2 separate regions of the Mus musculus genome follow, and region 2 is linked to region 1. A link is a contact called in public promoter capture Hi-C data. All regions are on one chromosome and are shown on one strand. The core of a region is the stretch at or near the end of the contact, and the rest is flanking DNA. Distances in the headings are between cores, read along the strand shown.

What was found. Capture Hi-C pulls out chosen DNA fragments and counts their contacts.
Region 2: a contact with region 1 is called in a promoter capture Hi-C map of adipose tissue. The contact joins the promoter of H1f3 here to the promoter of Btn1a1 in region 1. A contact is called at or near these places in 10 of 39 promoter capture datasets (the HPC-7 cell line, cranial neural crest, embryonic stem cells and 7 more), 2 of 115 datasets of contacts at active chromatin or transcription factors (both in embryonic stem cells) and 2 of 9 other capture datasets (adipose tissue and liver).

Annotation. Positions count from the first base shown.
Region 1 is chr13:23,464,523-23,467,222 of GRCm38.p6, forward strand. Btn1a1 (butyrophilin, subfamily 1, member A1) reads right to left here and starts at 1,379. Exons shown (of 8, transcript NM_013483.3): 1 at 1,260-1,379; 2 at 580-701; 3 at 1-60. The coding sequence starts at 658. Gm52036 (a long non-coding RNA gene) reads left to right here. Exons shown (of 2, transcript XR_003950563.1): 1 at 1-74; 2 at 180-966. n-TYgta8 (a tRNA gene) reads left to right here and starts at 2,554; the gene lies at 2,554-2,643.
Region 2 is chr13:23,553,774-23,556,529 of GRCm38.p6, forward strand. H1f3 (H1.3 linker histone, cluster member) reads left to right here and starts at 1,259. Exons shown (of 1, transcript NM_145713.4): 1 at 1,259-2,034. The coding sequence starts at 1,317. The coding sequence ends at 1,982.

The sequences.
Region 1 (2,700 bases), core at 129-2,628:
CATCTGAGCCCACTAGGGCCAACACTGGCTCCTGAGGTGCGGTCACATCGAAGGGAGCTGCTGTAATAAACAAGGTCAGATAGGACGATGGGTTGGGATGGAGGACCTACCGGCCAGTCTCCTTGTAAAGAAAGGAACTCGGGGTGGCTGCTATTTCTTTTCTTCTGTTTATTTTTCAGACTGGATCTCATAAATCCCAAGGTGGCCTCCAGCTCACTATGTAGCCTTGAGCTCCTTGCCCTCAATTCTCAAGTGCGATCATTACAGGGGTGCACCACCACCACACTTAGCGTTCCAATTCCTTTGATTTAAAGGAAAAACAACTAGGCGCTCCCTACGTAACCCTGGATGCTCTGGCTATCTCTATGTAGACCAGGCAGGTTTTGACCTCAGAAAAATCTGCCTGGGCCCACCTGGTGCTGCAATTGCAGGTGTGTATTACCTCCCGCAGTGGGTTTCCTTTGAACTCACTGGATTGTGGTGAAGGTCCCCCCACCAGGAGCCAAACCGGGTCAGAGGTATTTATTTATAGGGACCTTCCAACTTTGCGAGAAAGAGAAGGCTAGAACAGAAACTTACCCGAATCCAGCGTGGGCAGCTGTAGGACAGTGAGGGTGAGCAGACAGACCAGGAGGCAGGAGTTGGTGGGAACTGCCATCTCTGAGCTAACTGGGGCAATGAAGCCCGCCAAGAGCTTCAGGCTGGGAGAGAAACAGTCAGGAGGTAACTATGGGTTCCGCAAGCGCCCTGTTCTCCACCAGTTTCTTCCAACCTGGAGGGCTCTGTATTTCCCCTACAGGGTCATTTTCAGTCCATTTTACAACAGCGCCTGCCCCATACCCTTCCTCTGTACGTCTGGTCCTCCAGCCCTCGACTGCCTCCAGAATGGAGCCGCGAGGCACAGTTGTAGATAATGAAGAAATCTCCTCATTTACAATAACAATAAAACAATAAAGTAAAATCGAATCGAGTGGGATACTTTGTTATTCGTGTTTAGAAGTGATAATGAAGATAAAGCCACGGAGGTAGAAATGGAGAACATGAAATGAAACGAAGGAGGAGAGAAAGACAAGGTGTGTTTCTCAACTGTAAGCCCAGCAGCTCTCAGGAGGGTGATCTCTGGGAGTTACACCGTGAGGTACATACAGTCTTGACAAAGTCTGAGAGAGAGGGGAGAGGCAGAGCTGAAGAGCTTGAGGAACAGAAAGCCTAGTACAGAGAAGAGACAAAGAGAGCTGAGCTGAGAGTGAAGCACCTACCGATTTCGACAGACCCAGAGGAAAAGGGAGCCAGAGCCACAGTGATCAAGTGAAAAGGGCTGCTTGTCACCCCGGGGCCAAAGAGAGAGCTCTTCAGAAGGAAGAAGGCTGTGTGCTGTTAGAGAAGCCTGCCCACAGGTGGCCAAGTGTATTTATTCGGGGTGGGGGGAGGAGCAGCCTTTTAAACATGTGGACTACAGATTAGTGGTCAGGTAGTTTGGGTTCATCCTCCTCCCCTAAGAGAACGATATATGCATTAAAGAGCTGTACCGAATATAGGGAATGGGGACAAAAAGAAAGAAGACTTGAGCAACTGAAATGAGTCATGAGGCCATCAGCCTGTGAATTTAACTCTGTGGCTTCAGTTCTTTTAACCCAAGTTCATGGGGGGGGAGGGGGGGGCGCAGGCGGGGGTCATTGTAAGTTTAAGGCCAGTCTGGGCTTCATAGCAAGATCCAGACTTGCAAGAGCTACATATGGAGAACAAAACAAAAGAGAGTGGGGTGTTTGTTACTTTTAAGAAAAAGACTAATGTTACTAATACCTTGTTTGAATTATGCCAAGTTGGAAAAGTATTAGACACAAACAGTATTGGAAACAAAACAGGCAAGAGAATAGGAGCCCAGAAAGTAAATTACTTTGTCATTACATCTGTGAATAGCTAAAGAGTGAGTCCACAATGGCTGCAGCTCTCCCTCCCTGATCTTTTCCATGAGACACCTTCAGGAATGTGGGTGTGGGTGGCAGGAGTCCACTGGATGTCCACCTTCAAGGTATAACTGCACAAGGACCTGGCGCTTCACCCTGCCATCAGTCATGAGATCAGCAATTTCTTATTTGGTTTTGAATTTTCATTTATTACTGAAAAAATGCAAAGATAAAGAAAAAAAACAGTTTTATCAATGATTGTTTCTATGCTGTACATAAATATAAAATAAAATTTAAGAACAATATATATCAGTTCATAGTGATAAGTTCATAGTAAGTTTTCCTGCATAGTTCATAGCATAGCTAATACGCATATATTTGCGAAGATTATGAGATTTCTAGTTCTTTTTCTAGTATAAAGACTGCACTTCGGGGGGAGGGTATGGAGGACTTTTGGGATAGCATTGGAAATGTAAATGAGGAAATTACCTAATTAAAAAAAAAAAAAAAAAGAATGCACTTGGCATTTGGTAGAAGGTCCATCTAGCATTCATGAAGCCCTGAGTTAGATCCCAGCACTGCTTAAAATCAGGCATAGTGGCTCCTCTAAGCTACTTGTGACTTTGCTAGGCACTATACATGGTATCCTTCGATAGCTCAGTTGGTAGAGCGGAGGACTGTAGGAGTATTCGACCTGGAAATCCTTAGGTCGCTGGTTCGAATCCGGCTCGAAGGAGGTCTGTTTTTGTAACTCAGATAGATCGATCTACCATGTCTGTTTGTTTTACTAGCC
Region 2 (2,756 bases), core at 9-2,508, 89 kb after region 1:
GTGATATTAGCCTCCACAGTCATGAGTGGGAATGAGTGAAGCTTCTTATGGTTTCAAGTTTGTAGTCCCATGGTTGATCCCTTTTCCAGAAACTTTATTCTTGCTGCAGTTATCATAATGATAACTGACTATGAAATGTTTAAGTCCTTTGGTGGATACCACCTGCTAATTCTTTTGTTTGTGACAGACTATATTATATATGTAATATATGTAATGAGGTCAGCAGCTATCATGGAAATTAAAAAACAGATTTTCTTTCACATTCTGCTTGTTTTTAATAATGAAATTCAAATCATTTTAAAACTGGAAATATGCAGAAAACTGTTGTGATAAGTGTTGGCAAGGGGAAACAGCTGCATAACACAGGTCCTGAAACACGGCATATAACACAGCTGTAAACTTTGTACTCTAAACACGGAGTGAGTTGCTAAGTCAGGTTATATCTCACTGTTCTTCAGCTCCCAGTTGCTAAACTTCTGTTCCTTCTTGACCTAGGTATCTTTTTTCTGTACATGTGATAGTTGGTGTACATTTCTCTATCAAATCTGAAAAATATGTGCTTTCAGCTTTTGATCTACAATAGGGATGGCACAGACTCATCACGTCTCCAGAAAATGGCTAAATCACTAAAACAGGAAAACCGAAGGGGAATTACACACTGGTATCTCAAATATCATTAAAAAATCCAATCGATATTTTCTACAATAATCATTCCCCCGGTATGCACTGCTTTCCCATCTAGTGCCAATTCCTACAGCTTGGTGCAGATAGCCCTGGAAGCTTGTGTTGTTGCTTTCTCGAAAAACTCAAATTTCCCTATGTATTTCCGTGAAAACAAGTTATTTCATAGAGTCCTGAAATGATAAGAATGTGAGGAACCATGTCCTGAAACAAAAGTTTGCTAATGACCGCGAGAGAAGTAGTATTTTTAAGGAAAACCTTAAAGTTGTCCCAATTTTCGTCAAGTTTGAAAGAGAGTTGGGGCAATCAGAGAAGTTTCAGGGTGCCGATTTTGAACATAGGTGCACAAATTAAGGCAAGAATGTAGCCTACAGGCTCTCGGATCAGTTTCCCCCAAGTCCCTAATTATTTCGTGCCCATATTTTTTATATTTTTATACTTTTTTGAGGGGCAACAAACACAGCCACAAGGCAAAGCTGAAGATCCTTTCTCTGGCAACGCGGCGCACGGCGCACGGCGCAGGGAACCAATCACCACGCAGCTTCTCTCTATATAAACCCAGAGCCTGCAGCACTGGGAACAACCTTCTCTGACTGTTTGTGCTTACTTTTTGCTTTACTAGTAAAGCTTAGAACATGTCCGAGACCGCTCCCGCGGCGCCTGCTGCCCCTGCACCTGTGGAGAAGACACCTGTGAAGAAGAAGGCGAAGAAGACCGGCGCCGCTGCTGGGAAGCGCAAGGCGTCCGGACCCCCGGTGTCCGAGCTCATCACCAAGGCTGTGGCCGCCTCCAAGGAGCGCAGCGGCGTGTCCCTGGCTGCGCTCAAGAAGGCGCTGGCGGCCGCGGGGTACGATGTGGAGAAGAACAACAGCCGCATCAAGCTCGGGCTGAAGAGCCTGGTGAGCAAGGGTACCCTGGTGCAGACCAAGGGCACCGGCGCCTCCGGCTCCTTCAAACTCAACAAGAAGGCGGCTTCCGGTGAGGCTAAGCCCAAGGCTAAGAAGGCAGGCGCGGCCAAGGCCAAGAAGCCTGCGGGAGCAGCCAAGAAGCCTAAGAAGGCGACTGGTGCTGCCACACCCAAAAAGACGGCCAAGAAGACTCCGAAGAAGGCGAAGAAGCCTGCGGCGGCTGCCGGCGCCAAGAAAGTTTCCAAGAGTCCCAAGAAGGTGAAGGCTGCTAAGCCCAAGAAGGCAGCAAAGAGTCCAGCCAAGGCCAAGGCTCCCAAGGCTAAGGCTTCCAAGCCTAAAGCTTCTAAGCCGAAGGCCACCAAGGCAAAGAAGGCTGCCCCTCGCAAGAAGTAGAGTGGTGCGTCCTGCTTTGAAAATCTCAAACGGCTCTTTTCAGAGCCACCCACAACCTCATTCAAAAGAGCTGAGCCTTTTTCTGGTTTTCTCATGGTATGTCCGCTGACTCTGGCTATGTGTTCCGAAGCAGATCAATTCTGTGCACTTTGTTATGGGTACATTTAGGAGCATCTATAAACTCTAGTTGAGCGATAGATTGTATCATTTTCAGCTCTAGCTGGACTTCTGGCCGGCAGTTTTTTGCTTCTGTGTGTGCTCCACACACGTGTTCATATTCCAAGAGTTTGGCGGGAAGTCCTTTCTAATGTCGCCTAGGCGTGATAAGGCATTAGGGGGGTTCTCTAGGAAGCTACTCTCACAATAGTGGCTACAGGCTGGAGCCTCTGTTTTAAGTTTTCCAATCCGGCTACACAAGGTGGTTTTGAGAATTAACCAATCAAGCCGTACTTTCAGTCATGGGTGTTGCACCAATCAGAGATTGTGATATTAAGATTTACATTTACGTACTGGGACGCTGGCGTTTTTTCTCTGTCCCCGCCCCTTTGTTCACTTCAGAGCTCTGGAATTCCGTCCTAAGAATTTTTAATTGTGTTTTCCGAGAAATTGAAAGCGCTCCTATTTCCTCCAAACTTAGCCACCTTCGCAGTTTTTAGGCACTGATCACATTGCCACTATAAGTGTGGAAGCTTTTTTAATACCCTGGTGGTTAGGTTTTAGTAAGGAAATTGAACACCACTGACAGTTCTGCACATTCCTTCCTCATACATTGTT